Linked DNA regions of Gossypium raimondii: region 2 is linked to region 1. The links are chromatin contacts, called in public Hi-C maps. All regions are on one chromosome and are shown on one strand. The core of a region is the stretch at or near the end of the contact, and the rest is flanking DNA. Distances in the headings are between cores, read along the strand shown. Region 1 overlaps LOC105793169 (ubiquitin C-terminal hydrolase 13). Region 2 overlaps LOC105793129 (E3 ubiquitin-protein ligase RHF2A).

The links. A called contact is a pair of places that touch in the nucleus more often than the background predicts.
Region 2: a contact with region 1 is called in a Hi-C map of leaf, with 4 times the contacts expected there. The contact joins two enhancer-like sites. A contact is called at or near these places in 2 of 2 Hi-C or Micro-C datasets (both in leaf).

What each region holds. Positions count from the first base shown.
Region 1 is chr7:37,356,606-37,360,702 of ASM2569854v1, reverse strand. LOC105793169 (ubiquitin C-terminal hydrolase 13) reads right to left here. Exons shown (of 32, transcript XM_012622097.2): 27 at 3,823-3,888; 28 at 3,552-3,638; 29 at 3,323-3,439; 30 at 3,008-3,082; 31 at 2,827-2,913; 32 at 2,028-2,639. The coding sequence ends at 2,598. Among protein-coding and RNA genes, the nearest start is that of LOC105793169, 14 kb to the right of the region's middle. Within about 2 kb of position 1,437, the one cell type or tissue checked has open chromatin away from gene starts, as enhancers often do. A contact at or near this core is called in leaf, where this site is marked.
Region 2 is chr7:37,494,347-37,498,477 of ASM2569854v1, reverse strand. It overlaps LOC105793129 (E3 ubiquitin-protein ligase RHF2A), which reads left to right. Exons shown (of 8, transcript XM_052633476.1): 8 at 1-408. It also overlaps LOC105762080. Among protein-coding and RNA genes, the nearest start is that of LOC105793129, 7.2 kb to the left of the region's middle. Within about 2 kb of position 1,622, the one cell type or tissue checked has open chromatin away from gene starts, as enhancers often do. A contact at or near this core is called in leaf, where this site is marked.

The DNA.
Region 1 (4,097 bases), core at 188-2,687:
CTTTTTAATTTTCCTGAATAATGATATGTTTCAACAATGGAAATAAAATTAATGGTTGCACTTCATTATAACCTCAATAATTATTTACTTGTAAGTCTTTTATATACCAAAATATAATATGAAAACAATTAATATCTTCAAAATAATATCTTAACTATCATGATAAAACTTTATTCTCTCAATCTATTTTAAATTTAATAATTCTTTTCCTATTTTGTTCGAGTGTTGAGATTTACTAACATTCCAGACCAACAATAATTAAGAAAAATTGGAACCAAATTTCACCGACTTAATTAAATGACAACAACTCAATCCAATTATGTCACGTGACAGTGTTTCAAATTGGACCGCTTCAATGTAGTTGATGTTAACGAAACATTGACTTGTCATGATTAAGACAAGCAACTATCTGAACCTATTGACATGAATCATGACTTATAAGTCAAAAACGACTTTATTTGTTTAAAGCTTCTAGATTTTAAGGGGAGAGAATGGTTGTGAGAAGTGAAGATGAGGTTTGAGATTTTGTGGTTACACTTCTAGTGCTATAAAATAGAATTCCCCAGTTTCAAGTTCACAGTTCAAATGCCATAAAATGTACTTTCCGAGCTTTGATACTTATGTCACTATTCTTAAGAAAAGATATATAGCTTATCGAATATTTTAAGAACAGATATCTTGCGGCAACCGTAAATCTAGAACAGCCTGGCCTTGATCTTAAAAAGAATAATAAATTGCAGTTAAATCCTTATAAAACTATAAATTAATATAACGGTATTGAATTTTTACCCAAAAAATTTTATTTCAATTTTATTCCCTATAATGATTTTCTAACTTTGGCTTGCCTAGCGGATTTAAATTGAAACCCCAAATGTTGAAACAACACCCAAAAAAATGATTGTACCATAAAAGTTCCAAATTCCTTTTTCCTTTTTTTTTTTTTGCATGTTTGTTTAATTTTTGCCCATCTTCTCTTTAAACAAATGTTAATAGATATAAAAGACAACTGATAATAAGCAATCATTGAAACAAAGTAAAGGTTGATAGTTGAAACTGAATTTCAATCGGGGAGAAAAACCAATATGGCTAAAGTGAGTGAGAAGTGGGAACAACATAGGAGGTGAGGTGAGGGAAAATTGGTCCTGCAGTTACCGAGCTCATGTACCATGTTAATACAATTATGATTGAAGTCAAGTCACATCCTGCACAAAAAAGGAAAAGAGAGGAGATAAGGTCCACTATACTACTAAAAATCAGTAAGGAAAAAAGGTAATATAATATCTCCACCTTATCCTATGTATATATCTAATCTTTTGTCATTTTCCCTATTCGTTTTTTATTAATCGAGAATTTACTTGGATGACAGGCATCCACAAAGTGAATCTGAACTTAAGCATGCAGGTAGGCATGGAGATATTGAAACAGTTAAGTCGTGAATTGGCCATCAATAATCAGTTTAATTCAGTGGTCAATCACCAGTTATACAATTACAGTAAAAGAATTAGAGTCCCTAATCAACAACCTTCGGAAACAAAATATGATAACATAAAAGCAAGTGGTTATAGGTATAAAACAGTTTTGTTAGTAAACAAGCTTTCTAATTCTACCACTAAAAAGTTCCACATACCACACACCTTAGAGTTTATAAAAGATTTAAAATTACAATTTATCATAAACTTCGAAAATAACATTATTAAAAAAAACAACCATGAACATGGACCATAAAAAAATAATATCACCATGACAAGGCCTACAATGGGTAGGCGGAAAAAAAAAGCAGTACCTAAATTGAATATCTTTATAACAAAATAGGTAATTGCTTCGACAGAGTGGAAAATATTTCTCAAGAGAAACAAGAAAATGGAAAATAAAATATATCCCATTATTATGAATAAATTTGATTTACTTTGGATTACTCCGAATCATAATACCAAACTCAGATTTGTAACCATATAAAAACAAGTTCACTATAAAAAGAAATCAGTAATGATTGAGATTGAGATTGGGATTTCAGAGTTGGGCGAAAGTAGCGCAAATATGAAGAGAATCTTTAGATATAATAATAATAAGCCATAATAATAGGCTTGAAAAAGAATGGCAATCAACCATTACAAAGGGCAGCAGCTAATGCTAAATGCATCAGATGATCTACATGGACAAAATCAGGGCAACCAACCAAAGGGAATGGCAAAAATCACAACCTTCTCCCAACTATACTGTGTATACATAAATTCACTTATAATCAAAATCTTGTTTATGTACTGACAAATTACACAGGCAACTTGCCCCCATTTACGTTTTGATTGAAGATTGAACCAACCAACCAACCTCGATTTAAAGACGGAAAGTAGTAGCAAAAATCTCAGCGGATCGTAATTGTCATTTGCAGATGCACACTTTGATTACGTAAAAGGAAGTAGTCCTTCAAATCGACACTACCGAAAGAATTACATTTATCCAACAAATCAACAAGCAAAGGTCACAGATGCCATTTCAGTGCTAACTTGTTGCCTCACATTGTCATTTGCTTTTTGTTCATGTAGAGTGCCACTCTTTTGTGCAATGTCACCAAAGGGAGGTAAAATCTAAAATAGTCCCTAATTGTATATTTTAACAGGCTTCTCAAAGGTGTGCCGGTTCTGCAAAGAAGCGTGATTTTATTAGAGTCTACTATTCCGGGCATCGCCAAAGGCCAGTCATTTTCGGACTTGGAAAAAGCAGATAGATTAATCGTAGCCTTAAAGAATATCTTTATCCTTAGGGTATGTTTCTTATCAACTGATTTCTGCTGAAACTTTGGGAATACTTTTAATAAAGGGTTATTACCTGATTAGCAGCATAAGCTCTTTTTGGAGCATTGTCAGAGTGCTCCAGCCCAAGATACTGCTCCCAAGCACCATAAACATCTCGTCTCTGAGTATATGTATAGTAAAACCAAAATTAGAGTAAAATCCTAATGAAACTTGGAAAATTTTTCAAATATCTATAAGCAAAACAATGTGCACACCTGAAAACGACTAGATACAATATCAGAATCTTGAAGGTACTCCGGCCGGCCAAGTGAGAGGAATGCAAACTTCCACTGAAAAAACAAATAGGATTCATATAAATAAAACGAAGAATACATAACTGAGAAGGAAAAACAACTAGTTAAAAAGAAATATTAACACAAGATACATCACCATCAGAGTTCCTAATATACATCAATTCAAATTTTATTTACCCAGCCAAAAAGAGGAGAGAGAAAAGGGGTTGAACACGTTAAGAATTAGGGTAAATCAGTGAGCACAAGTTCACTTAGGATTCAGGAAGTACAACAAACCTTAGCAAAGTCCTCATCAGGAACTTGCAGCTTCTTTTGTATTCGGACTTTTATTTCAGCCAAAGTCTCACCTTCATGAATCACCAAGAAAAAGGGCTCTCCAAAATTCAGAATTTGCTGTCAAAACAAGAGGCAAAAACATTGGTAAGGAAACATAATAGTGATAAAGTAGTAATAGGCAAAGCAAAATGGCAACTGAAGATAAGATGATGTGAAAAAAATTTATTACCATCTGGTTCTGAGCAGTTTCTTTAGTGAAGTGGTAAACATGAATTAGGCGATCATTTGGACCAAGATTTTTCTCTTCTTCTGGAATCTGTAAGATTAAGAAACAAAGATCAAAACCAGCACTCTATAACTTAAAGAAAGCCATTATCCAAGAAATGATATTCAAAAAATCTAAACCAACGAAATACAAGAAAAAGAAAATGATTCCTTAGATCATAGCAGGAAGCATGAGTGCATGCATAAGAGATAGAGAGCAGGGTGGAGGAACTGACCTCTTCTGCCCGCAATGTCCAGTACTGGTCATTTATATTCTCAATCTTCTCACTAGGTGGGAAAATCTGCAGAAATGTGATGGAAACAAAATTTTGTGACGAAAGCGAAGAAAAGGGAACAATAGGTGAATAAACGAACCCCAAATTAGCAAACCAGGAAGAGCAGAAATACAAACCACATAAAGGAATATACAATTCAAGAAACTAACCCATGAAACAATCTTTTCAACAAGCAATATCAAGTTTTAAACAGATAAGACAACTGATGGCATTAG
Region 2 (4,131 bases), core at 373-2,872, 140 kb before region 1:
TTTACTTCGATGTTGGATGTACTCAGTAACCTGGCAACTGTAGTAGATGTAATTCATGAATGTCTAATGTGGGGTCAAATGGAGTGTTTCCAGATACGTTTGTGTTGGATGTTTTGCCCCTTCTGAAGCCATTTTCAATATCCTTGGAGTTAGACATCTGAAGCAAGCAGTTGGGTGATTGAGAAGAAAAGATACTGAAAAAGCAGAAAAGTTCATATATTCAAAAGTGGAGGAGAGTATGTAAATCAGCTTATGTCTTTAACTTTATTTATGATTTGAAGCCCTGTATATTAGCTAGGCACCCAAGTGTTGAAGATGTGAGGAACCTCATGAGGATCGTAATTTTAACAAGCACACACGAATTTTAGGTATTCTGTTAAATAAATGGTGCATTCTGATTATTTTCAACATCATTCCTACTCTATAAACTTATGCATATATAAACCGGTACGTTAATTTGAAATTTTTTATTTGCCTAATACATGGGCGTTCGTTTTTTTCTTTTGGAAAATTAGGCTCCGTACAAAGGGTTTAAAATTTTAAAACAAAACAAAAAAAAAATTGTTTTCATTTTAAAAAAATCAACAACTAGAAAATTAATTTTTAAAATGGAAGTAAAAGATGAAATATTAAAAAAAAAAAACAAATTCAGCCTTGGTTTTGTATTTTTGCTCCCAAATGAGTCTCAAAGATCTAAGGGTGGATGTAAGTAAAAAATTAAAGGATGGATGGAGGTAATATTTTATTTAAATTTAAAATTTAATATTTTGAAAATTTAAATTTCTAGGAAAAAACTTGAATTTTTGAAAATTTTGGGCGTTCAAGAGAATCTCTGATCTTTTATTGTCTTTTATAGGGACTTTTACTTTTTACAATGTTTTTATTGGAATTTGATCCTTTACATTATTACAAATATTTTCTTTTGCCTATAAAATTGCTATTTTTCTGATTATTATCATAACACAACTTTTGCAGGAAATTTTATTATGTATCTTCGTATTGTATATTTTTTGAGAGAATATTTGTAGATAATCCTTACTATTCATCTTGGTCTTTTCTTTGCATAAAATTTTTACTATTCATCTTCGTATTTTCTTTGTAGAGAATCATTATTATTCATGTAACTTTCAAACCCGATTATTAAGGAGGATCCAAGAATGACGTATCACTATGTTAAAATCCTTAATTTTAGAATATTTTTGGTGCAAAAAAAATTAAATCATTTGCCGTTCAAGACTAAATAAAATAGTACACTTTAAAATAATAAATACTTGAATATATTTTCATTAAACTTCAGTTTCGTAATCATACGTTTGAATATAACTTCATTCTTCAAAATTAAACACCTTGAAATCACCTCATGTCATGCATAATATAAAACATTAGAAATCTCATGATAACAATCGTCCTCTGGCGTAGTCCAAGCACTTCCTTTACTTCGGTAACAAGCTTGAGAAGGAAAGGTAACTAGGTAAGTTCAAAAGAACATAATGAGTTTCAAAAGAAAACATTCCAATAGTCATTAACAATTCAAGCAATTTCTTTGAACTCAAACACAGTCACAGAGTTCGCCAGTTGACGAGTACCAATCATAGATATATTATATGCCAATTTACTATTCCTTTAGCGTATACATTGCGCCCATTTGACCTTACAGACCACCCTCTTCATGTTAGCTATGTACCCAGGTCCTTTTTCGTAGTAATTTCATTTACTTCATTCATATTCCTTTGTCATGTTTTGTCAATTTGGTTTGCAACAGACTCTTGCCCTACTAGAGGCTACATGACCATTTTCATGTATCGCGATCTGTTAGTTCAATACTTATTCCATTGAAGGCATCGCCATGAGTTTATTTCCATTTTTTTTAGGCCATATCATTCTTGTCAGAAGAGTGGGTAGTGGCTTAAGCACGAAGGAGGGTTCTTATTAGACTTGCTCATAAGATAGGCCACTCGGCCCGACCTGAAGGCCTGCCCGAAAAATGGGAGGGTTTGGCCAAAAATATAGGCTCAAAAATGGGCTTAGGCAAAAAAATAAGGCCCGCTTTAAAAACGGGTCGGGCCTCTGGTAAGATATTTTTGGCCCGAGCCCGGTGCAGCCCAAATTCACTAAATGACAAAAAAATCTGCTATTTTATTATTATTATTATTATTATTATTATATTAATGATATTTTCTTCTTTTTTCCTATTTTGCTACCATTTCACTATTATGTTGTTATTTTTTGGATATTGTATAAAACTTGTTTTATTGTTAATTTTTTTTATTTTAGAGAAATTTTCTTGTTAAGTTGCATCTATTTTAATATTATTTAAGTATACATATTTTTTAAAATTTAATTTCAGTTTGTTCGGAAATATTTATTTTAATGTTTTTAGTATTTTTGATGTATTATATATTTAAAAATTATGTAAATATAATATAATATAATATAAAAAATTTTAATATGGGCGAGATGGGTCAGGCCTGGGTTTTAGTATTTTTATCTAGGCCGTGTTAGGAAAAATTTTTAGGCCCATTTTTTGGGCCGAGCCCGTGCCTAGAAAATGGGCCTAAATTTTTTACTTGGGCCCAATCCAATCCAAACCTGACCCGGCCCGACCCATGATCACCTTTAGTTCTTACTCTTTAATACCGACCTACCAGCACTAGACTCACAACTCCGAATGACCACCTTTCATGTACAGACATTTCATCCCTTCAGAGTATGAATACTTACCTCACACAAGGTATAAACAAAAGCATTACACACATATGGAAGCAAAAAGGAACTCACCAGAAAATGCAGCAAGTTTAAACAACAGGACCTTTGACCTTATCACGGGGACCTTCAAGATTGTTTTGAGCTAAAATATGGATAGTTAAACTTATCAGATCACTATTCCAGAAACTAAATGTTAAACTAAACTTTATTTGATAAAAGATTTTGATATAACAAATTAAAAGTGTTTTTGAATATAAGGTAAATTTGAGAAATTAATTTTTAAATTTGAATTCTAAGAAATGAATTTTTTTTAATACTTACAAACACTACACCAAAATAGGTTTTTAGCGGCGCTTTTTTAGGCCTTTAGCGGCGCTTTTTAGCGTCGCTAAAAGTATTTGCGGCGCTTTGAGAAGCGCCAGAAAAAACGCCGCTAAAGAACGCGTCGCTAACTTTAGTGGCTTTTTCTTTAAAAAATGCCGCTAAAGACCAGGACCTTTAGCGGCGCTTTTTCGACAAACATCGCTAAAGACCATGACCTTTAGCGGCGCTTTTCCCACAAACGCCGCTAAAGACCATGACCTTTAGCAGCGCTTTTACCACAAACGCCGCTAAAACCTTTACCGGCGCTTTTCCCTTCTTTAGCGGCGCTTCTAGCAAAAACACCGCTAAAAACATAATCTTTAAAAAAAATTATTTTAATCAAATAATATTTATTTTTATGATAAATATTATATTATGTTTTATTTTTAAAATTTGAACTTTAAATATACTTTTTAAGGATAAATAAAAAATATTATTTAAATTAAATTTGCTATGAAAATTTAAACTTTAAAATAAATATAAAAATTAATGAATTTAGTTTTAAAATTTAAAATAATAAATTAATAACACAATTAAAATCTAAAATTAGAACTCAAGTTGTCGTAAATATTAATGTAAAAATAAATATTTAGAATCAAAACTAAAATAATCAATGGAAAGATAACTCAAATATGTAGGTTTTTGCTGCAAGTTACACAGACAATAACGAAAAATTAAACACCACACATAAAATTTATCAAACTAGTTAAGAAATACATGGTGCAACCATGCAGTATAAATACAATAGAATCATAGGGTAATTTTGCATAAATATCTGCAGAGTACCAAGAACAATTTGTCACAAAATTATAAAACATGATAAAAAAAAAATAAAACAGGTAGCAGACAAGCTATTTGTTACTTTTTCTTTTGCTTCCAAGGCTTCCTCAGCTGCCTTCATCTTGGCAACAGAATCATCTTCATCATCCCTGCTTAAGAAAACAAAGAACCTATTGTTAAACAATTTAGAACTTGAAAAAGAAAAGAACCATGTTAGTCGGACTTAGGTATGAGTGTTAGGTGTCAGTATAAAGACATGTCAAATATGGGTATGAATTGACA